2 separate regions of the Zea mays genome follow, and region 1 is linked to region 2. The links are chromatin contacts, called in public Hi-C maps. All regions are on one chromosome and are shown on one strand. The core of a region is the stretch at or near the end of the contact, and the rest is flanking DNA. Distances in the headings are between cores, read along the strand shown.

Region 1 (5,609 bases), core at 1,113-3,612, 170 kb before region 2:
GTGCTTTCTGGCCAGTTTTATCTTAATAATGTTCTTGTTACACCTGATATCATTAAAAATCTTCTTTCTGTCCGTCAGTTTACGACTGATAATAATTGTTCCATGGAATTTGACCCGTTTGGCCTTTCTGTGAAGGATCTCAGTTCTAGGAACACAATCCTTAGGTGCAACAGCTCTGGGTCCCTGTACACCATCAGTCTTCCTACTGCGCGTGCTCCTCCAGCCACTACACACTACGGCCTTGCTGCTGTTACTACTCCTGCGTCCCTATGGCACCAACGTCTTGGTCATCCTGGCCCTGACGTGCTTGCTAAGCTTTCTAGTATTGTTGTTGTTTCATGTAATAAGCCCAAACATGTACTTATCTGCCATGCTTGCCAGTTAGGTCGGCACACTAGGCTTCCGTTTGCGCAGTCCATGTCGCGTGCTACTCAGTGTTTTGATTTAGTTCATTTGTATAGGCCTTGTGTGTGTGTGGGGGGGGGGGGGGGGGGGGGGGGGCAGGCTGTCATCTGCGTATGTACAGGCCCGGCCCATAGGTGCTGCGCCACCTCTGTTGGGAGGTTTTTCCCCCTGTCCTGCCGCCATCCTCCTGTAGGCGGCAGCCCTAGGGTTTCCTCCCCTCCTGTCTGCCTATATATGTTGACCCTTGGGGTCCTATCAATACACAATAATCATAGGCGACTATCCCTGTCCAACACTTCAGACTATGATGGCACGTGTAACATTCCGTCCCAAAAGCAACGTCATCACAAACTAGTGAACTACACATGTGTCAGGTGTGCTTCAGCCTAAATATTCATAAGCAAAGGCTGAGCCACATCGACCCGAAGCACCCATGTACCTCTGCTCGTTTGCTCCTCACCAGTATGTAGTGCCTTATCAATTGTAAATAAAGGGGGAAAGGAAAAGTACAATCACATATGTATATGCTTATTAACAGGAGTCTAGGAGAAATACCTCAAGCTACTATAAGGGAGTGTTTGGTTTCTAGGGACTAATTTTTAGGCACTGTTTGGTTAGATGGACTAATCTTTAGTCCCTATGTTGCCAAACAAAAGGACTAAAATAGGGACTAATTGGCTTTAGTCTCTAGTCCCTCACATGGGTGCTAAAAGGACAACATTTACTCCAATTGCTCTTGACTAGAAAACTAGCGTCATACACAGAAAACAAGAAAAGGGGTATTTTGGTTTTTATGTGTTGAATTTAATGTATTTAGAATCTGTTTAGTCCTTACAACCAAACAGGGTAGTCCTTAGACTAAACTTTAGTCCTAGAACTAATGGAACCAAATGGGGCCTTAGTACATCTATTTTATTCAATTTAAGTCCCTAAATTAACAAATACGCTGTATTTGGCAATTTAAGGACTAAAATAGAAAAAAAAAATAAGTGACTAAAAATTAGTCCCTACACCCCCTCAATCAAACTCCGATAAGACAATTTGGACTGCCCAGACCATTATTGTTAGTCCTAAATGACCACACGACAATAGCACAGTAGCAGCAACATTCCAAGCAATCACCTTGGTTTTGGTTTCCTCGTCCACGATATCAGCCTTGAACTTGAGAAAGCCCACCCGTTTCCCGAACATGTCAACGCCCTGCATCGCAGATCCAGACGCAATCGAGCGCAAATTGAGAAACGTCATCCAATCAATCAATCACAGAGCACAACAACAATTCGACGAGCCAGCAGCAGAAACGCATATCACCTGGATGAGAACCCGCGTGAGGCTCAGCCTCCCGTAGGTGAGGACGCCCTTCTCCGACTGCAGGTTCCGCAGCCACTGCTTGAACAGCGACGACTCCACCGCGTTCCTGCGCTTATCAGAGCCCACAGCCAGCAAACGCGTGAGCGAGCTTTCCATCAGACGGGACCGGAGAAGGGGACCACAGACGCTGACCTGAAGTCAGCCTCGGGGAGCCCCGGCGCGCCCACGACGAGGACAGGGGCCCCGGCGCCGGGCACATCGACGGTAGCGCTGGGCAGGGCCGCGGCAGAGCCGTCCGACGAGGCCATGCGTACGCTGCGGCGGCAGGAAGCTGCTCGTGTGGTAGCGGGAGGGGAAGGGAGAGGAAGAAGCGGCAGTGGCGACCAGCGGCGGAAGCGAAGGAGGCACTGCGCACGAGCAATCGCGGCCTCCGATGCCATCGGGCCAGCGAGTTTCCAGAAGCTTCGTTCACGTAGAGCAATTACCAATCTCGATGGGCCGGCGGAAAGTGATCCCAACGAGCATGCACGTGGAGCAAAAGCCTTGTGAGGTTAAAAGCTCGGGCAGGCCCACGTGTAGCTTTTAAGCCCACATGGCTTTTTGCCTAGCCCATTTTAAGCACAACGCTACTGCCCTCGTTTCGTCTCGTCTCTCCCACCAAGCCGCAACACAGCGCAGACGGCGGCGGCTGCTAGCCTGCAACGAACAAACCAGCGAGCGAGCGGGCGGAGGAGGAGATGCCGGGAAAGGGGCAGCGGCGGAGGGAGAAGAACTTCCGGGCGGCGCACGGCGGGGTACCGTGCCTGCCCCCGCCGCCAAAGCAGAGGGAGCTCGAGGCCATCCCGACTAAACTCCGCCGCCTCATCGCCTTCCAGAACAAGCACAACGCCAATGCTGACGCGTCCTCAGGTGCTGCAATTAGACCATAGATGGTCTGCCCAATCTCCTGTTCTGCTCCCTGACCTGACATTGTGCTCGTGGTGGTGGTGTGGTGATGATTGCTGCACAGGAGGTGCTCCCAAGAAGCAAGACGATGGGTTAAGGAAGAACAAGCTAGCAACAGACAAGGCAAAGGACAAGGTAGTTCCTGGGTAGAGTAAGAGTAAAATTCGGCCCTGCTTGTCCTCAGCCCCGCACTTCACTGCAGTTTACTTGATTCATACCATGTGTTGTTGTGGTTCATGGTTGCCTGCCAGTTGTCTGTGCAATAGATGCTGTTAAGAATGTGATGCGCTAACTTCTTCGCGTTTTTTTATCTTCAATTCAATTTTTATGGTGTTCATGTAGAAAACCAAGAAGCAGGCATTGGTGGTTCCTGCTGATAGCAAAGCATCAGATATTAAAGGTAATGATAAACGTTCAGCTGCCAATGAGGATGTGAATGCAGAGGGAAGTAAGGGGAAGAGAAAGAGGGGAAATGTTAAGGACCTTCGTTTCGAGGAACTGGACAAGAACATCTCAGCCTCGAAGAAGCAGAGGAGGAAGCAGTGAGTTCTCTAGTACTGCAGCTACTGCCCTTATGCATTTGATCTAAACTCCGTTGTTATGTCATTATTAGTAGGAGATGTAAACAATAGTGACATGCCCTTCCATGAACTTAGGCACCTGGATGAGAAGAAAAAGAAGCGCAAGGACAATAAGACAGAAACTCTACCAGACTTTCCTGGGCGCGAGAAAGTCAAATTTGGTGAAGTTGTTGTGGCTCCACCAAAATTGTCATTCCCGAAGGTAGTTACTTCTCCACATGGCTCTACATGAATCCTTTTGTGCGATCTGTATTCTGGATTACACATCGATGGTTCTATACTTCTATAGGTGAAGAGTGCTTCAGATGCTTCTCGCGAGATGCTGAGGAAAGAGGCAATTGAGAATTACAGATATATCAAAGGCTGGACATCGAGGCCTGGACTGCAGCTTCCAACGCTAGCAGAATCACAATAGATATTTTCTCTGTTTATCGTTGTCAAACTTACTCTGTTTATATCAGAGAAGTTTAGAGTATCAATTGTGTAATTTGTACTCTCATGTAGGCAATTCCGAACAAATATTCCTGTCTGGATTTCCTCTCTTCTTTTGTGTGTTTGTTTTTCCAATTGGATCATTGTTGTGCTCTTGCCAATAGGGTATTATGTGATTAAGAAAGAAAATGCTGACTGTTTGATCAGTGGCTTGGATTTTGGAAAATTGCCCATATTTGGTTCAAGTCCATTCTTTGATGTGGCAATTGGAGCATAATCAACTAATATTTCAGGATATCTATACTCAGTGAGTTTTTCTTCCAACCTCCCCAATGTATAGTTGTGGAATATGTACATGTCTTCAACAGTAACAAAGGATTAAAAAAATATTGTTTTGGCATTTCAAGTTGAACGTGTGTATGCATACAACTGGAGCCCTTTATCCATGTGGAGGGTAGACATTGTTTTGTATGTAGCATCCTTGGATTCATCTGAAGAAGTGTATCACAGTATCAGGGTGGCTACCATTATCTTCATCTGCCTATATGCAAACTCCTTCCCCAAGCAGATGCGGGGTCTCGCCTCATCATTGAAGAAATATTTGTTAAACGCAAATGGTTGTTGTCGGTACCCTGAAACAGGGTACCCCTTACTACAGTATGAAGACGCGGTGCCCACGCGACTATCTCTAGTCGCGTAGTGAGCAGCATCCGACCTCACCACGTGGACGGCTCTGGGGCCGCCACGTAGCCAGAGAAGACAATATACTCCAAGGTAACAACAGTGGGTCCGGACCCCATGAGAAAGTATCGGACCCCTGTATATGCAGACCGGACCTCCGGATAAGGTCCAGGACCTCCATGGGTGCAGACCGGACCCTCCGGATGGGGTCTGGACCCCTCTGCGTGGGGTCCGGGCCACTCACAGCATGGTCCCGGGATTCTGGGACAAAGAATACCCAGGCCTTAATCAAGGCCAGGTGGGGTTCCGGAGCCGACACGTGTCCGGACTGAAAGGGAAATAAGGTAAAACCTTTTCCTAAATGATTTTGGTGGTTGAATTGCCCAACACAAATAATTGGACTAACTAGTTTGCTCTAGATTATAAGTTCTACAAGTGTCAAAGGTTCGACACAAACCAATAAAAAGTTAAAGTTAGGGTTCAAAAAGAAAGGAGCAAAACCAACCGAAGGCTGCCCTGGTCTGGCACACCGGACTGTCCGGTGTACCACCGGACAGTGTCCAGTGCTCCAGGGATATCAACTCTGAACTGCTCAGCTTCGGGTTTTTGGAGAGCCACTCCGCTATAATTCACCGGACTGTCCGGTGTGCCATGCGGAGCAACGACTACTGCGCCAATGGTCGTCTGCAAAAGTGAATAGTGAATGTGAACAGTGCGCGGACAGCGCACACAGAGTCAGAGCAGCGCCAGAAGGCGCACCGAACAGTAAACAGTGACTGTCCGGTGCGGCACCGGACTGTTCAGTGCCCCAATCTGTCAGAGCTCCAACGGTCGAACCCTAATGGTTGGGTGACGTGGCTGGCGCACCGGACAGTATCCGGTACGCCCCATCGACAGCCAGCCTCCCCAACGGTTATTTTAGTGGGTGGGGCTATAAATACCCCCAACCACCACCACTTCAAGGCATCCAAGTTTTCAGTCATTGCATTCAATACAAGAGCTCTATACTTCACTCCAAGACACAAAACAAAAGATCAAATCCTCTCTAAGTCCCAAACTTATTCCGAAGACTTAGCGGCTTGTGAGAGAGAGACATTTGTGTTCATTTGAGTTCTTATCGCTTGGATCGCTTTTCTTCTTCCTCCATTCTTGTTCTCAAGCAACTTGTAATCAAGCAAGAGACACCAAGTTGTGGTGGTCCTTGTAAGGGGTCTAAGTGACCCGTTGATTAAGGAGAAAAGCTCACTCGGTCTA
Region 2 (5,725 bases), core at 1,316-3,815:
CTAATATTCCTCTTTATATGCTCTCTCTTTATCGGGCACCTTCTTCTGTTTTGAAAAAAATGGATATATATATAGAAAGAGACTTTTGTGAAATGATGGAAGTAATAAAAAAATACCATTTGGTGAAATGGGATACTGTATGCACTGCTAAAAACATTGGGAGTCTTGGTATCTTAAATTTAAGATGGATGAATATCAGCTTATTGACCAAATGGCTTTGGAAGCTGGAGAAAGAAGATGGTCTTTGGCACACAATTGTTAAAGAAAAATATATGAAGGGCAAAGCCCTGTCTGTGTTGAAAAAAAAACAAGGAGACTCCCAATTTTGGCGTGGCATTATGGATAGTAAAGAGGAGTATTGCAAAAACAGAAAAATGGAGATTGGAAATGGTTATGCGACTAGTTTTTGGAGGGACAAATGGTGTGGGGATGAACCTTTTTGTATTAAATACAAAAGATTATTTGATTTATCCCTTAATAAAGAGATAAGTGTGAATGGAGCCTTGAGAGATAGCTGCAACTCCTTAATCTTCAAAAGAAGATTATTTGGAGTAGGAGCTAATCTTTTGGAAAATTTAAAAATGGACTGTGAAGGATACTGTTTTAAGGACAGTAAGGATAAACCTTATTGGATTCTTGATAAAAAAGGATTTTCAGTGAAGTCGTTGTACAAACAGTTCAAACAAAATACGACCAGAAAACCATACTGGTTCATCTGGAAAGCGAAAATCCCTCAGAGAATTAAAGTTTTTCTTTGGTTGATTTTAGAAGATAAAATCTTATCCAAAGAAAATCTGAAAAAAAAGGAATTGGCATGGTAATGTAAATTGTGATTGGTGTGGTCGCCTGGAATCTATTAATCATATCTTTTACAACTGTCAGGTGGCTACTTTCACTTAGAAAGTGATTCAGATGGTTGTTATGTCTTTGTCCCTTCCCAAAAATGCCAATGAGATGTTTGGGTTATGGTTTTGTAACTTCAAAAAATATGAAAGAAATTTAATCACTATTGGTTGTAGTGCAGTGCTTTGGTCTTTATGGAAAACTAGGAACGATTGCTGTTTCAACAACATCACCTCTCCTAATATTGCTAACATTGTACTTCTATGCTGCTCTTGGTTGGATTCTTGGGCGATTCTTCAGAAAGAAACATCAAGAAAGATGCTGCTGGAAGGAAGCTCCCTTCTCAGAAGAATGGTTAAAGGGATCTTCAACATAAATTTTGGCTGGGTGCTGATGGATAATCGCTTATGCTTCTAATGCCGAGCGCGTTATCTTTTGGTTATGTGATCTGGATGCTGAAAGGATGCTTGCCGGTGTTCAATTTCTGTTCTTTAGCTTGTCTGGTTTCTCTCAGGTTGTATTGGTCCGGTTGCTGTGGGCCCTTACCAATTTCATGTTTGGTAAAATGTTAGGGTGATTGGGAGTGTTTGCATTCTGGTTAGCAGGTCTGTTTGGTTACTGATCTCTAATATGATCCAAAACTGTTATGGATAGTTAGATGATGACTGTTAGCTTGATGAGCTAAGTATTGTAATAAGTAGTACGTTCTGTTGGAGTCTGTTAAACTGTGGTCCTATTTCTTAATGAAACAGGGGGTATACTAATTCAGATGTTTGATCGGATCCTTTGATCTGAAGCTGGATCGTGTTCCACCGAAACAAAAGTTATATGGTGGAATATCCGGAACGACATCTCCATCACTTTCTTAGAATAACAAGTTTCAGTATAAGTATGCTTAAAAGTTAGGTTACCATGCCGAGTATACTAATGCTACAAAGCAAGCTCTTGCTATTTGGTGCCATCATCCCACTGTGTACGTCCTGGGAAGACCGGCCAGCCGGCTGGTGGCGATGGGCGATCGCGTACTCCACATGATCGTCCAAGTTCTTGACCGTCTATCCAGATTCCGGAGCATGCCGTGGTCCCGATGAGAGGAGGGCGGTCCTTGGTTCTAATCTAACTGCAGACTGTCTGATGCAGAGGGCAGCGAAGGACGTAACGACACCCAGGATGTAGATGGCCACTGCCTGCAAGGCTGCAAGGCTATGGCACATGGCTGAAGGTGCAGCGAGCACGGAGAGCTGTGGAGGAATTGGAGCCGTCGCCGCTGCTTAGTGCTTACTGAGAGAAGGATTTACCAGTCGTTTGGTTTGGCCGTCATCACTGGCACAGTGGCACTGAAGAGAATGTTAGCAGAATGTTGCCTTAGTGCAGAGCAGAGCAGCAACGTGGACGGGTTATGTTTGTTTCGTGCGGCCGCGTCCAAGCAAAGACAAGGCGTCGTGGGCTCGTGGCGCCCCCCGGAACGAGAAGGAAGCAGCGAGCACCGACGGCCGCCTTGCCGTTGCCGGCCGTCTTCGCTTGGCTCTGCCGCTGGCAAGCACTCGCGGCCACGGCAAGCCTTTTTCCCGATCCGTGCTCTGTTCACCGTGACACGGCAAGCTCCAGGCCTCTTTATTTGCTTCTACTCAACTAATTACAATTGCCGGCACTACAGTCATCATCATTAACGTTGCCGAGACTTTAAAATCGCTCTCTTTGTTTTTTTTAAGAAGAAAGATAAAGATTAGTGTTGATGTTGATGACACGCGGGCGGGGACATGCCGATGGATCGTTCGGACCAACCAAAAGCCCAGGCCCAGCCCAACCAAGATCACACACGCAGTATATAAAAGCATCTGCAGACTGCAGGCAGGCAAGATGCGCAGGGGCCGATCGATTCGAAGAGAGCTGAGCTGCTGGGCCAGCCACCCGTTCCCGCGCTATCTCCCGGCCCAGGCCCTCCCCTCCCGCTTCCTGCTCTGCTCAACTCGATCCCGCCCCACCATGCCGCACCAGGGTAGCCACCGCCCGGGCGCGCCGGTCCAGGGAGACCCCGTGTTCCCGCGCGCCACGTCCACAGTGCTGCCCGACCCGTCCCGCTTCTTCGCGCCGCCGCTCCTCGCCGCGCCGCTGCCCACCAACTCCTTCTTCCAGAACTTCGTGCTCAAGGACGGGGACATGCCCGAGTACATCCACCCCTACTCCGTCCGCTCCCCGGGCGGCGGCGCGCTCGACGTGTGCTACCCGTCGCGGGTCCACTCGCCGTCGTCCGTCACCCAGACGTTCGTCGCCGACCTCACCGTCTCCGACGCCGCCGCCGGGAGCGCGCAGCGCCACGTCGTGTCGGCCTTCGACGACCTCTCCGTCACGCTCGACGTGTCCCCGTCCCTCCGCGCGCACCTCGTCCGCGGCTGCCCCTACGTCACCGTCACCACGACCGCCGGACCGATCGACGTCTCCGTCTCTTCCGTCCACGCCTTCGTCGAGCTGGTCGGCTCAAGGTCCAGCCACCACGGCTCGCCCGGCACCAAATGGCGCCTCCGGATGGACAGCGGCCAGACCTTCCTGCTCTACGCGTCGGCCCCGATCCACCTCGCGCAGGCCAGCCCCACGCAGCTCTCGGCGACCGCCTTCGCCGGCGCCATCCGGGTCGCCTACCTCCCGGACGCGTCCATGGAGCCGGTCCTCGACCGCTACAGCCGCTGCTTCCCGACCGCCGGGCACGCCGCGCTGGACCCGATCCACCGGCCCTTCCGCGTCGACTACGCCTGGCACAGAGAGGGACCCGGGGAGCTGCTGATGCTCGCGCACCCGCTCCACCTCCGCCTACTGGCACTGGCCGCCGCGGACCACGGCGAGAACCGTGCCGCGCGGGTGCTCTACGGCTTCCGGTACCGGAGCATCGACGGCGACATGGTCGGCGTCGTCGGCGGCTGCTGGACGCTGCGCGCCGACCCGGTGCCCCCGGCGTGGCACTCCACCCGCGGCGTCCGCGCGGACGGCGTGGCCGAGGTAGTGGCCGCGCTGCGCGCCGACGTGGGCGCCCTCGCGCCCGCCGCAGTCACCACCACCTCGTCCTACTTCTACGGGAAGGCGGTCGCGCGCGCCGCGCGGCTGGCGGTGGTCGCGGAGGAGGTCGGGTGCGCCGACGTCATCCCGGCGGTGCGGGAGTTCCTCACGGCCACTGTCACGCCGTGGCTGGACGGCAGCTTCCAGGAGAACGGCTTCCTGTACGACGCCACGTGGGGCGGGCTGGTCACGCTGCAGGGGCTCAGCGACTCCAGCGCCGACTTCGGGTTCGGCATCTACAACGACCACCACTACCACCTGGGCTACTTCCTGTACGCCATCGCGGTGCTGGCGAGGCTGGACCCGGGCTGGGGCCGCGAGCACGCGCCGCAGGCCTACGCCATGGTGGCCGATTTCATGACGGTATCGTGCAACAAGGCCGGGGACGGCGGTGGCTTCTTCACGCGGCTGCGGATGTTCGACCTCTGGACGCTGCACTCGTGGGCAGGGGGGCTGGCGGCGATCCCCGACGGGCGCAACCAGGAGAGCACCAGCGAGGCCGTGAACGCCTACTACTCGGCAGCGCTGGTGGGGCTCACCTACGGGGACGCGCGCCTCGCCTCGCTGGGCGCGACGCTCGCGGCGCTGGAGATGCTGGCGGCGCAGACGTGGTGGCACGTCCGTGACGGGGAGGGCATGTACGAGGAGGACTTCAGCGGGAGCAACCGCGTCGTCGGGGTGCTGTGGGCGAACAAGCGCGACAGCGGGCTGTGGTTCGCGCCGCCCGAGTGGAGAGAGTGCCGCCTCGGGATCCAGCTGCTGCCCCTGCTGCCCATCAGCGAGGCGCTGTTCCCGGACGTGGCGTTCGTCAGGGACCTGGTGGCGTGGACGCTCCCCGCGCTGGACAGGGACGGCGTCGGCGACTGGTGGAAGGGCTTCGTGTACGCGTTGGAAGGGATCTACGACACGGAGGCGGCGCTGACCAAGATCCGCGCGCTCACCGCGCATGACAATGGCAACTCGCTGACCAACCTGTTGTGGTGGCTGCACAGCCGCGGGCCCGCCGTAACGTCGTCGGGGACGGGGACGCCGGGTTCGGGTTCGGGCGTTGCCGCTGGTACCGCCACTGACTCTGACAGTGGCAGTGGTGGGCAACACGAGCAGTGGCGGAGACAGGCATAGGGCCGCTAGGGCTCGGGCCCTACTCTTGAGCCGAAAAATTACTAGGGGCCCAAATATGTTCCGAAGAATTGAGAGAATTTGTATAATCCGTTCATGGTCATATATGTCATTATCTATATATTTGTATGATTTAAGTTTTTCTAACTGATATAAATATTTGTTAGTGTTATATCGGGCCCTACACTTAGAGAAATCCTGGCTTCGCCACTGAACACGAGTGATTGTTCATGTCAGCTTGTGGACGAGCAGGTGATGGGCTTCCAGTGGAGAGAGTGTGGGCGTGTGGGGTTCATGGGTTGAAAAGAACCTAAACTTCTGGACACTCTTATTTTCTTAACTAGGTGGGTGCCCGTGCGTTGCAACGGAAACATATCGTTAGCATAGGGAACGTAGCTCCTACTAATCTGGTATCAAAGGTCTCGACGATCATGAGCTCTGCCGCTGCCCCTATACAGCCGCCGCCGCCAGCATCAGGCCCCCCAGGCAACGTCCAGCGCGCTGGTTGCAGCCTCTGCTTCGTCGGGAGCCATGATGCTTGGTCGACGTCCGGATTATCAACCAAATGCCCGTACTTTGCTACGGCTTCTGTATATTTCTTAGTAAACTTTGTTATAATAAAACATATACATAATGTTTAAAATGTGTACATGATGAACCTATATTCAAAAAAGATTGCTGATATAAAATTATAAGATTAGGTGGCTCACCG

Evidence for each region. A called contact is a pair of places that touch in the nucleus more often than the background predicts.
Region 1: a Hi-C map of leaf shows a contact between it and region 2, with 3 times the contacts expected there. The contact joins the promoter of LOC100276116 here to the promoter of LOC103638141 in region 2. A contact is called at or near these places in 8 of 25 Hi-C or Micro-C datasets (ear, endosperm, leaf and 2 more) and 1 of 3 datasets of contacts at active chromatin or transcription factors (leaf).

What each region holds. Positions count from the first base shown.
Region 1 is chr9:26,281,464-26,287,072 of Zm-B73-REFERENCE-NAM-5.0, reverse strand. LOC100276116 reads left to right here and starts at 2,362. Exons shown (of 5, transcript NM_001149985.3): 1 at 2,362-2,625; 2 at 2,726-2,796; 3 at 3,004-3,203; 4 at 3,318-3,444; 5 at 3,532-4,005. The coding sequence starts at 2,454. The coding sequence ends at 3,657. It overlaps LOC100277024, which reads right to left and starts at 2,235. Exons shown (of 7, transcript NM_001407164.1): 1 at 1,909-2,235; 2 at 1,717-1,822; 3 at 1,528-1,605. The coding sequence starts at 2,156.
Region 2 is chr9:26,115,024-26,120,748 of Zm-B73-REFERENCE-NAM-5.0, reverse strand. It overlaps LOC103638141 (putative endo-1,3(4)-beta-glucanase 2), which reads left to right and starts at 2,565. Exons shown (of 2, transcript XM_008661123.4): 1 at 2,565-4,899; 2 at 4,902-5,185. The coding sequence starts at 2,704. The coding sequence ends at 4,964.